2 separate regions of the Sus scrofa genome follow, and region 2 is linked to region 1. Evidence: chromatin contacts called from public HiChIP or PLAC-seq data. All regions are on one chromosome and are shown on one strand. The core of a region is the stretch at or near the end of the contact, and the rest is flanking DNA. Distances in the headings are between cores, read along the strand shown.

Region 1 (5,811 bases), core at 1,532-4,031:
TCCTCATAGCAGCCTGTTCTGACTGCTCCAGTCGGAACCAACTATCTTCATTCTGTGGCTGGTACCAAGTTGTGTAACGGGGCGCCCTCTGCAGCATCCTCCTGAGTGATCCTTTGTATCTCCCTGGTGCTGAATCTTCTCTCCTACATCCCACATCCTGCTCATTCTCGGTGAAGGATATATTTCAGGGAAAATGATGTGTAGGAGGCAATTTTTTAAAACTGGTATGGCTGAAAATGTCTTTATCCTCATGTGCGATGAATGGCGTATAGCTAAATATAGAAATCTGTATTGAAATAATCTTTCTTCAGAAATCTAAGGGCACTCCTCATTGTTTCATACCTTCTGATACTGCTGACAGAAGTCTCAAGGCATTCTGACTCCTGATCCTTAGTTTGTAATCTGATTTTCCTTTGTTTGGCAGTTTGCAAAATGCCTCTTTGTCATCAGAGAGAAACTGAAATTTCCTGAAAATGTGCCTTGTCATAGGCACTTAGTAATTCCTTTAAATCTGGAACCTCATACCCTTCAGCTGTGGGAAATCTTAAATTATTTTGCTAGTGATTTTGTCCAGTTTTTCTTTTTCTGGACCTCACCGTTTTGGCTTCCGAGACTGATAATTACTTTATCTCCCCGTCCCCCAACACACACACTTTCTGGGATATTTCCTTATTTCCATCTTCTAACCCTTTTATTGAGTTTTATTTCTTTTTTTTTTTTTAACAACAGCAGCACTTTGGCTTTGTTTAAGACTCTATTCTTGTCTTGTGTATGTAATATTTTCTCTCTCTAAAGATAATGATAATTTTCTTTTTTAAGTTTTTCTATTCCCTGTATATTCCTCTAATTTTTTTTTTCTTTTCTTTTTCTTTTTTTTTTTTTTGTCTTTTGTCTTTTTAGGGCTGTACCGTGGCATATGGAGGTTCCCAGGCTAGGGGTCAGATCCGTGCATCGTCTGCAACCTGCACCACAGCTCACGGCAACACTGGATCCTTAACTCACTGAGCGAGGCCAGGGACTGAACTGGCAACCTCACGGTTCCTAGTTGGATTCATTTCTACTGTGCCATGACAGGAACTCCCAAGATTCTTTTTCCTTCTGTTTTTTATGTGTTTTGGATCTCTTTCATGCTAGAGGCTTTCTCTCAGATGTCTACCAGTCTTGGGAACGTCAGTGTTCTTAGGTCTTTCCTCTGGGGCTGATTAAATACCCCAACGTCACTCTTCTGACCTCCTGCCTGCAGGGTAAAGGCATGTGAGGGAGAGAGATGGAATGGTCTCATCCTTCAGTGTGCAGGTGCTCATGTTATCCCACTGTATTTGATAAAGTACCCTGTGGTCTCAATTTGGCTGGTACACCCCGGCCTGGAGAGCCTTGAGTTTTCTCCCCCAGAGAATTAACTCACAGCCTTCTATGACCGTAGAGGTGGGGGTGGAAGAGGAAATTGTTCAGTGGTCTGGAGAAGAGGAGACTGAGGGACCTACTACTGTGTTCCTGATGCCACTGATTCCAGAGCTATTTGAAGAATCTGCGGTAACAATCAGGTTGGTTCTTGGCTTTCTTTGTTGCCAAATTGAAATTTGGCTTTCACATCAGCAGAGTCATTTACCACACTCCATTTACTTTCCAGCTTTCTTTTTTTTGTTCTTTGGTTTGTTTTTTTTTTAAGAGCCGCATCTGCAGCATATGGAAGTTCCCAGGATAAGGGTCAAATAAGAGCTGCAGCTGCTCTAACACCACAGCTCACGGCAAGGCCAGATCCTAAACTCACTGAGCAGGGTCAGGGATTGAACCTGCATCTGCATGGATACTAGGCGGGTTCGATACACCTGAGCCACAATGGGAACTCCTGCTTTCCAGCTTTCAATTCATTACTATGTATTGTTATTTTTTGGTTGTTTTCTTCTTTGTCATTCTTCTTATTCTTGAAGGACCATGTCTTTAAAAGGACAGCCCTACTACAGTTGTAATGGGCTTTCTGGAAGGAATACAATTATATGCGTATGTTCAATCCACCATTTTTTTCCCTCAGAAGTCCAGGGAGAATCTAAAAACCATTCCTGATTGTTCATGCCACTCGTTACCACTCCCATCTGATTCTCCAACCAAAAGAGTGGTTCACTAAGACTAACACTGCCTTAGGACTGGTCAAGAGAGGCCTCTCACCTGGGCAGCACATTTCATTATTTTTTAATTTTTTAAAGTGTGTTCTTTTGTTTTAGCTTTATTTTTTTATTTTTTATTATAGTTGACTTGCAATGTTATGTTAATTTCTTCTGTACATCAAACTGACATATATATACACACACGCACATTCTTTTTCTCATATTATCATGTTCTATCACAAGTGATTAGTGAACTTTGCAGCACACTTGAGAGAACTCTACTCAGGTAGTTTGGGGCACCAACCCCAACAGCGCTTGGATGGACTGGCCGGGCTGTCCACATGTATATTTGTGGGGCCTCTCGTGAAATGGGACCAAATTTGAAAATTCCAGCCTGACCTTCCAGAATGTTATAAAAGTACACAAAGTTGAAGCATAGAATGTATTTAAGAAAAAAAAAAGGTTGTTTAGACTAACTTAAATATTAAGATATATGATATACTTTCTTAATTTAGCAAGTAGCTGGTCCACAATTAAACACGGACTTCCTTCATGACTTCCCTTCATGATTTCCCAGGTCTTCTGGATTTACAGCAACCCTGACAACAGCCTCTACAAATGACTTAGCTGAATCAGAATAGAAATCTTTTATTTAAGACACTTTACTGCCATCTGCTGGACATTTTATGAAATAATGACAAATCAACAATGACAACTAAATGACATATATCCCGAGTTGCTAGGCAACACATAATTTGTGCCCAATCAGACAGGAAGCAATGCCTTGGGATTACTTTTGGCAAAACTGAACTAATCTCTACTGTGCCAGGATAAGGGTGGGGAGGAAGATAAAAGAGCAAATCAGGTATCTAGACATCCACTTCTAACTTGGAATAAATTGTGGTCTGACACCTTGACTTAGAACTGGGAACTAATTTCCTCATTAAAAAAATGATTTAGCTGCCAATATAAATCTACCCCATAAAGGTGAAATTAAAAAATGGCTTTAATACCACACCAAGACCAGCCCACCCACCAGCAAGCCGGTAACCAATGAATGAGGCAGGGCCTGGCAGCCTTCTGGGCCAGGGGCTAGCCCTGCCTATCAGAGCACCCATGGTAGTCAGCTCCACCACAAGAGAGGATACACGGAGCCCACATACGGGGCATACCTAGAGTACACAGCTCTGTGATCACGGCAGTGTGCTGCTGGGCCCCACAGGATGACGCCTACACAGGCCATTTATCCAAGATCAGAAAACGTAAGTGGGCTAAGATTGAGAAAGAGACTTAGACAAAATAAGAAGACAGAAGAACATGTTCCAAACAAAAGAACAAGACAAAAACCCCAAAAGAAGAACTAATCAAAGAAGATATAAGCAATCTACCCAATGAACAGTTCATGGTAATGATCAAAAAATGCTCAATGAACGTGGGAGAAGAATGGATGAACATAGTGAGGAGTTTAACAAACAGAAAATATAAAGAAGAACCAAACAGAGCTGAAGAATACAATAACTGAAATAAAAAATATACTAGAAGGAATCAAAAGTAGATTGCATGATACAGAGGAACAGATCAGTGAACAGAAAGAATAGTAGAAATCACCCAAGCTGAACAGAAAAGAGAAGAAAAAATTAAAAAAAAAATAGGAATAGTTTTTAAGATACTCGAGACAGTATCAATCATACTAACATTCTCATTATGGGGGCACCAAAAGGAGAAGTGAGAGAAGGGAGCAGAGAACTTATTTGAAGAAATAATAACTGAAAACCTTCCTAGCCTGGAAAAGGAAACAGACATCCAAATCCAGGAAACACAGAGAGTCCCAAACAAATGAACCCAAAGAGGTCCACTGAAGATGAATTAGAACCGAAAGGACAAAAATTAAAGGTAAAGAGAGACTCTTAAAAGCAGCAAGAGCAAAGCAACTAGTTATGTACAAGGAAACAACCATCAGACTATCAGCTGGCTTTTCAGCAAAAACTTTGCAAGCCAAAAAGGAGCGGCACGATATATTCAAAATGATGGGGCGGGGGGACTGTAACCAAGAATCCACAACCTGGAAAGGCTATCATTCAGATTTGAAGGAGGAGAAAGAGTTTTACAGAGAAGCAAAAGCTAAAAGAGTTCAGCATCATTAAGTTGGCTTTACAAAAAAATGTTTCAAAGACTTTACTAAGTGGAGAAGAAAAGATGATAGCTAGAAATATGAAAATTACAAAAGGAAAAAATCTCATGGGTAAAGGCAAACACATAGTAAAAGTAGTAAATCAACCACTTCCAAAGCTGATAGGAAGGTTAAAAGACAAAAGTAGTAAAATCGTCTATATCTACAATAAGCAGTTAAGGGATAGACAAAACAAAAGATGTAAAATGTGACATCACAAACATTAAACATGGGAGAGATTTAAAATGTAAGGTGGTTAAAACAATCACATATAGACAGGTTGTTACATATGAACTTCACGGTAACTACAACCCCAAAGTTTCTAACTGATACACACAAAAAATAGAGAGAGGAATCCAAAAATGAGACTAAATTCTATGAAAAGAGAGCCAGGGTAGCAACACATATCAAAAAAAAATACACTTTAAAACAAAGATTGTAACAGGAGACAAAGAAGACATTATTTTATAATGAAGGGCTCAATCCAACAGGAAGGCATAACAATTGTAAATACCTATGTAATCAATATAGGAACACCAAAATACATAAAGCAAAGATTAACAAATATTAAAGGGAGAAACTGACAGTAAGACAATAGCAGTAGATGACTTTAATACCACACTCACCTCAGTGGATACATCATCCAGACAGACAATCAATAAGAAACACTGGCCTAAACAACACATTAGACTCGGGGAATGTAATAGATACATACAGAGAAGAGTCAATCCGAAAGCAGAATACACATTCCTTTCACGTGCACATTCTCCCAAACATATCACATTCTAGGCAACAAAACAAATATCAATATATTTAAGAATACTGAAATCATATCAAGCACATTTTCTGAACACAAAAGTATAAGACTAGAAATCGACCATGAGGGAGTTCCTGTTGTAGCTCAGTGGTAACAAACCCAACTAGTATCCATGAGGTTGCAGGTTTGATTCCTGGCCTCATTCAGTGCGTTAAGGATCCAGCATTGCTGTGAGCTGTAGTGTAGGTCACAGATGAGGCTTAGATCCCATGTTTCTGCGGCTGTGGCAAAGGCCGGCAGCTGCAGCTCTGATTCAACCCCTAGCCTGGGAATTTCCATATGCCGCACATTCAGCCTTAAAAAGCAAGCAAACAAACAAACAAACAAACCATGAGAAGAAAACTGTAAGAAATACAAACATATGGAGGTGAAACAGCATGTTACTAGACAATCATCAATGGTCACTGAAGAAATCAAAGAGGGAATCAAAAAATACCTGGAGAAAAATGAAAATAAAAACACAACAACCCAGGAGTTCCCCTCATGGCTCAGCAGAAACGAATCTGACTAGCACTCATGAGGACATAGGTTCGATCCCTGGCCTCATTCAGTGGGTTAAGGATCCGGTGTTGCCATGAGCTTTGGTGTAGGTCGAAGACATGGCTCGGATCTGACGTTGCTGTGGCTGTGGCGTAGGCCAGCGGCTATAGCTTCAATTCAACCCCTAGCCTGAGTACCTCCATATGCTGCAACTGCAGCCCTAAAAAGCAAAAAACAAA
Region 2 (5,451 bases), core at 791-3,290, 110 kb before region 1:
TAGTGTGAAGATTTTTACTTGAAGAACATTTGAAGGACATGAGAAAATTCTATTTTATGTGCTTATCTTTACCTCAAGATACTGGTAAATTTAAGCAGCACTTCCAGAGCAAGGCTGGCAACCTGACAGGCATTCGAAATCCTGGAATGCCTGAAATGTGGTATGACCATGGTTTTTCAGCATTTCCTAGTTTTTCATACTTTTCAAAGTGCATTTCAATACAGACTCTTCTCCTGTCCCAACACCCTTCCACATGACATGGTTTTAATGTGAAAACGCTGCCAATATCGATTCTAGGAAATCACTTTACTGGCTTTTATCTGATTAGATGGCTTTGGAACAATGATGACTTTGTGACATCCTATTGATTTTGCCTCTAAAATGTTCCTCCTATCTTGCTTCTGACTCTTCATTCCCATGGCCACTACTCTCTTTAGAGTCTTCATTACTTCTTACAATAGCTTTTTGCTAATCGGCCTCCCAAACATAGTCTCAGAAAACCAAGTCATCTGAAATTATACATAGCCACAATTTTGATTAGGTCATTTCCTCGCTCAAAAATGTTTAAAGGCTCCTCAGTGCTTATATGATAAAGCCCAAACTCCTCGATCTGACATTTAAGGACTGTGCTGTGTATGGAATACTGGATTGAAAATAACCTTCACTTAGAATTTTGAAAACATTGCTTCATTGACTTTTGATTGTCAATATTTCTGTTGAGAATTTTCCACACCTCCTTTGTGCATGACATATTCTCTCTAGAAGCTTTTAAGATAGTTTTTAAAGCCTCAGTGTTGTGCTCTTTCATGATGATATGAATTGATGTGTGTGTGTGTTGAAAGTCTTTTGTCATTTTTCATTCACTATGTTGGAAATTTGGTGGCCTTTCTAGTCTGTACATTTATATTTGCTTGTTTGGGGAAATTTTCTTATATTATTTCTTGGGCAATTTCCTCTCCCAGTTTTCTAAGTTCTCTTTTATCAGAATCTTCTGGATAGAGTTTTTCATTTTCTGTTTCGCTTTCTGGGAGACTGACTCGATTTTAGGGTTTTTTTTTTTTTTTTTTTTTTAATTTTATGGCTGCATCCATGGCATATGGAAGTTCCTAGGCCAGGGACTGAATCTGAGCCTCATCTGTGACCTATGCTATAGCTGCAGCAATGCCAGATCCTCTTAACCCACCGTACTGTGCTAGGGATCAAACCCACGCCTCCACAGTGACCTGAGCCACTGCAGTAGGATTTTTAACCCACAGTCACAGTGGGAACTCCAAGTCTGGCTTTTATATTTCAATTTCCAAGCTCTCTTGTTTCATTAAGGCTCCTTATAACATCTTTTTATTTGTTTCCTAGATGCATAATCTTATATTTTGAATATATTCATTATGTTTTGAAGTTGTTTTTGGCTCTATGCATTGTCTCTGTTTTTTCTGGGTTCTTTTTTTCTCTCTTCTATTTATTTATTTTTCTCTCTATCTTTCATGTTGAAGAATTTCCTCAAATATCTGGAGATTCTTGGCCATCTGTTTATATTTAAGATAAAAGAACTCAATGGAAGCTGTGTGTGCTGGAATAGAGCTTACAGATTAATGAGCTTCACTGCAGAGTACTTCCTGGCCAGCTGGTATTTAAAAAAAAAAAAAAACCTTAATGTCTTTATTGAGATATAATCAACATATCATAAACTCTATCCATTTAAAGTGTACCATTTTCAGTATATTCAGAGTTGTGCAATTATCACCACAAGCTAAGCTTAAAAACATTTCATCACTCCAAAAAGAAACCTCATGTCCATTAGCAGTCATTCTTTTTTTTTTTTTTTTTTTTTTAACAGCTGTGCCTGCTGCATATGGAAATTCCCAGGCTAAGGGTCTGATCGGAGATACAGCTGCTGGTCTACACCTCAGCCACAGCAACACCAGATCTGAGGCATGTCTGTGACTTACACCTCAGCTCACGACAATGCTGAGCAACCCACTGAGCAAGGCCAGGGATCAAACCCACATCGTCATGGATACCAGTCAGATTCTTAACCCACTGAGCCACAAGAGGAACTCCCATTAGCAGTCATTCTTCATTCATTACTTCCCCCTGCTCTATATCCCTAGCCTCTGGCAACCATTTATCTACTGCCTCCCTAGATTTGCATATTTTCGACAGTTCACATAAATGTAATTATACAATATGTGGTCTTCTGATTGGCTTCTTTCACTTAGCATAAAATTGTCCAGGTTCATCCATGTTGTAGCATGTAGCAGTACTTCATTCCTTTTTATGACTGAATAATACTGCATTGCATGGATATATCAAGCTTTGTATATCCGTTCACCAGTTCATGGACATTTGGGTCATTACTACTTTTGAGCTATTATAAATAATAGTTATGAACATTCATGCACAGGTTCTTGTGAAGATATATGTTTTCCTTTCTCTTGGATACACTTAGGAATAGAATTACCAGCTGAAATTGTAATAGGGGAACACAAATGTTGGTATCTGTCTCTGGTGCATATCTGTATCTTTATCTGGCTTCTCCATTTTGGTATGTGATAAAATTGCCTTCTGCAGGCAATTACACTTGATCTTCTTACTTAAAGTAATCCATCATTCAGATTTCTCCTAGTTTTATCAAGGACGGAGTTTGTATTTCTGTTTCTTATACTAAGTCATTCTCAAGATTAAAAAAACACAAAGTTTTTACCTATCAACTTAAAAACTGCAACTTTCCCCTTCTAATCATTTCCTACCTCATGCCTTCACATACCATGAACTCTTCAATATTTCAAGCCCTGTGATTTCCTACTCTTTGCTTTTGCTTATTATTTCCATTCTGAGGAATGCTCTCTCCAGCTATCTGTTTCTAAGTTCAAATTATACCTGTTTTTTAAGGTTCCACTCACAGGCCGCTGCCCTCTAAGTTCTTTCTGATCCACCCAATGAGAAATAATCTCTCCTCACCTATAATATTTTCTCCTGGATGTTTACTTCTTTTATTGGACTCCTTGAGGTTGGGGCTGTGTCTTTAGTTCTCTACATTCTTGGTAGTACATGGTTTACCAGACTGTACGTAAATGTCACAATTAGATATGTTACTGTTTATCAAGACATTTGGTTTTTAGAAAAATTAATTATTTGGCAAGTTTTTACTTGCTATGCCTATGCCCCACAATTTTACAAAAGAAATTTTGAGTTTAAGGGTGATTTTAAGTTGATCCCCCAAACCACACTGGTACCAAATTCCATCAGAGCCTCAAAGCAGCGTTTATGACTTGCAGATCATCGGCTAGACAAATCTGGACCCATTAAGGTCTTTTTGATCAATGAAGTCTGCATGTTAAAATACTCGATGGTCATTTGCACAGAGAAGCTTACTGATCATACAAAGTAAACTTTCTTTAGATGACATTAACTCCTTTAAAACTTTTTTTTTTTTTTTTGCCATCTTAAAGCAGTAACTTAGACCTTATGAGAACCATCTTATCTTTTAAAATATGAGTACAAATAAGGTTGTGGTTATCAAAAACCTTGAAGAATTCATAATACCATGATCACTACTTTATTAGCTTCCTGATACCTGTGGATAGACTATTTACTCCTCTTGAAGTGAGAGATAAAGTGATGTGCACAGTATCATAATGACAAATTTAAAGAGAAAGTGATCCTAGCTTCTTGAGTTCAATGTTCTGGTTAGATTTGGTCGAATGAGCCACAAAGAAAAAGACTGACATATTGGACCGATGAAAATCTAAAACATGAGTGATTTTAAAACAACAGATTGGAAGAAAATTTTAACAACATGCACTATAGTGGCTTGTAATCCCTGATAATAAAGAAAGCACTACTCCAAACCATAAGAAAAGGGACAACAGTTCAACAGAAAAAAATGGGCAAAGGGATGAATATGTAAGCCATAGAAGAAAACTTGTGAAAAAAATGTTCCACTTGCTAGGCATTCGGCAAATATAAATTAAAACAAAGAAATGTCTCCCTACATGCCCTTTTTTGGAGAGACAATATGGAATAATGGTTAAGAATGGAGCCTCCAGAGCTAGATTTCTTGGATTTGAACGGCAGTTCTGCCATTTTCTAAACTGTGTGGCCGTGTGCAATTTACCAATTGCTCTCAGTTTTCTTATCTTCAAAATTAGGTCACAACTGTTAACTAGGATTGTTGTGATGATTAAATGAGTTAGTTTATGTAAAGTGCTTAGAATGGTGTCACACGTAGTACATACTGTCTATGTGTTTAATATTATTAGCTGCCCATCATTCTGACGAAATGTAAGGATGTTTGAAGGATGAAAGCAATCCTCATCTGTTGGTGCAAATGGAAATTAGTACTACTTTTTCTGAAGGAGCAGTTCAACTTCGAAAATCTAACCCAATCACATAAGGACAGAAAGGTACATATCAAAAAATAGTCGTTGCACCCTGTTTGTGCCAAAAAGGGGGAAACAATTAAAATATCCATCACAGAGACGTGAAGTACATATGCTACAAAACCTGTAGCACTTGAAGTGGGCAGCTGTTTGCTTAACGATGTAGATTTATATGACTGATACATAAAGGTGTCCACAATATTTTTACTAAAAAGCTAGGTCACAAAGTAATACACACAATATGATCTCACTTAGATGCAAACAAGCAAAAGATGTGTCTGTGTGCATTTAGGTATGGATTTTAAAAAGGTTTGAAAATATACAAACTATTAATGATAAGGCTATTTATATAGGGAAAAAAGGAAGGTGAAGAGGAACTTAATTGTTTTTTAAGCTGTACTTATGTATTAAACCTTTTTTTTTTAGACAGCAAAGACACAAGCATATTTTACTCTTCAATTAAAAAACTGAAAAAAGGAGTTCCCATCGTGGCTCAGTGGTTAATGAACCTGATTAGTAACCACGAGGTTGTGGGTTCGATTCCTGGCCTCGCTCAGTGGGTTAAGGTTCTGGCCTTGCCATGAGCTGTGGTATAGGTCGCAGACACAGCTCAGAGCCTGCGTTGCTGTGGCTCTGGCGTAGGTTGGCGGCTACGGCTCCGATTATACTCCTCGCCTGGGAACCTTCATAAGCCATGGGTGCAGCCCCTAAAAAAACTGAGAAAAGGGACAGCTTACTAGGTTTGCCTAGAGTTTCTGTCAACTTGCTATAAGAATAGAAATGTTGGAGTTCCCATCGTGGTGCAGCAGAAACGAATCCGACTAGGAACCATGAGGTTGCGGGTTCGATCCCTGGCCTTGCTCAGTGGGTTAAGGATCCAGCGTTGCTGAGAGCTGTGGTGTAGGTTGCAGGCAAGGCTTGGATCCTGCATTGCCGTGGCTGTGGTGTAGGCCGGCAGCTGTAGCTCAGATGTGATCCCTAGCCTGGGAACTGACAAATGCCTCAGGTGTGGCTCTAAAAAGATAGAAGACAAAAGACAAAAGACAAAAAAAAAAAAAAAAAAAAGAAAAGA

Evidence for each region. HiChIP or PLAC-seq counts read pairs in DNA pulled down with a chosen protein or histone mark.
Region 2: a contact with region 1 is called in an H3K27ac HiChIP or PLAC-seq map of alveolar macrophages. The contact joins two enhancer-like sites. A contact is called at or near these places in 3 of 47 Hi-C or Micro-C datasets (embryonic fibroblasts, epiblast stem cells and skeletal muscle) and 1 of 2 datasets of contacts at active chromatin or transcription factors (alveolar macrophages).

The regions. Positions count from the first base shown.
Region 1 is chr9:120,152,256-120,158,066 of Sscrofa11.1, reverse strand. The region is part of intron 3 of RASAL2 (ras GTPase-activating protein nGAP); the gene reads right to left. Among named protein-coding and RNA genes, the nearest start is that of TEX35, 200 kb to the left of the region's middle. Within about 2 kb of position 2,781, at least 5 of the 83 cell types and tissues checked have an H3K27ac peak or open chromatin away from gene starts, as enhancers often do. A contact at or near this core is called in alveolar macrophages, where this site is marked.
Region 2 is chr9:120,266,135-120,271,585 of Sscrofa11.1, reverse strand. All of the region lies in intron 5 of RASAL2 (ras GTPase-activating protein nGAP), which reads right to left. Among named protein-coding and RNA genes, the nearest start is that of TEX35, 83 kb to the left of the region's middle. Within about 2 kb of position 2,040, at least 1 of the 83 cell types and tissues checked has an H3K27ac peak or open chromatin away from gene starts, as enhancers often do. A contact at or near this core is called in alveolar macrophages, where this site is marked.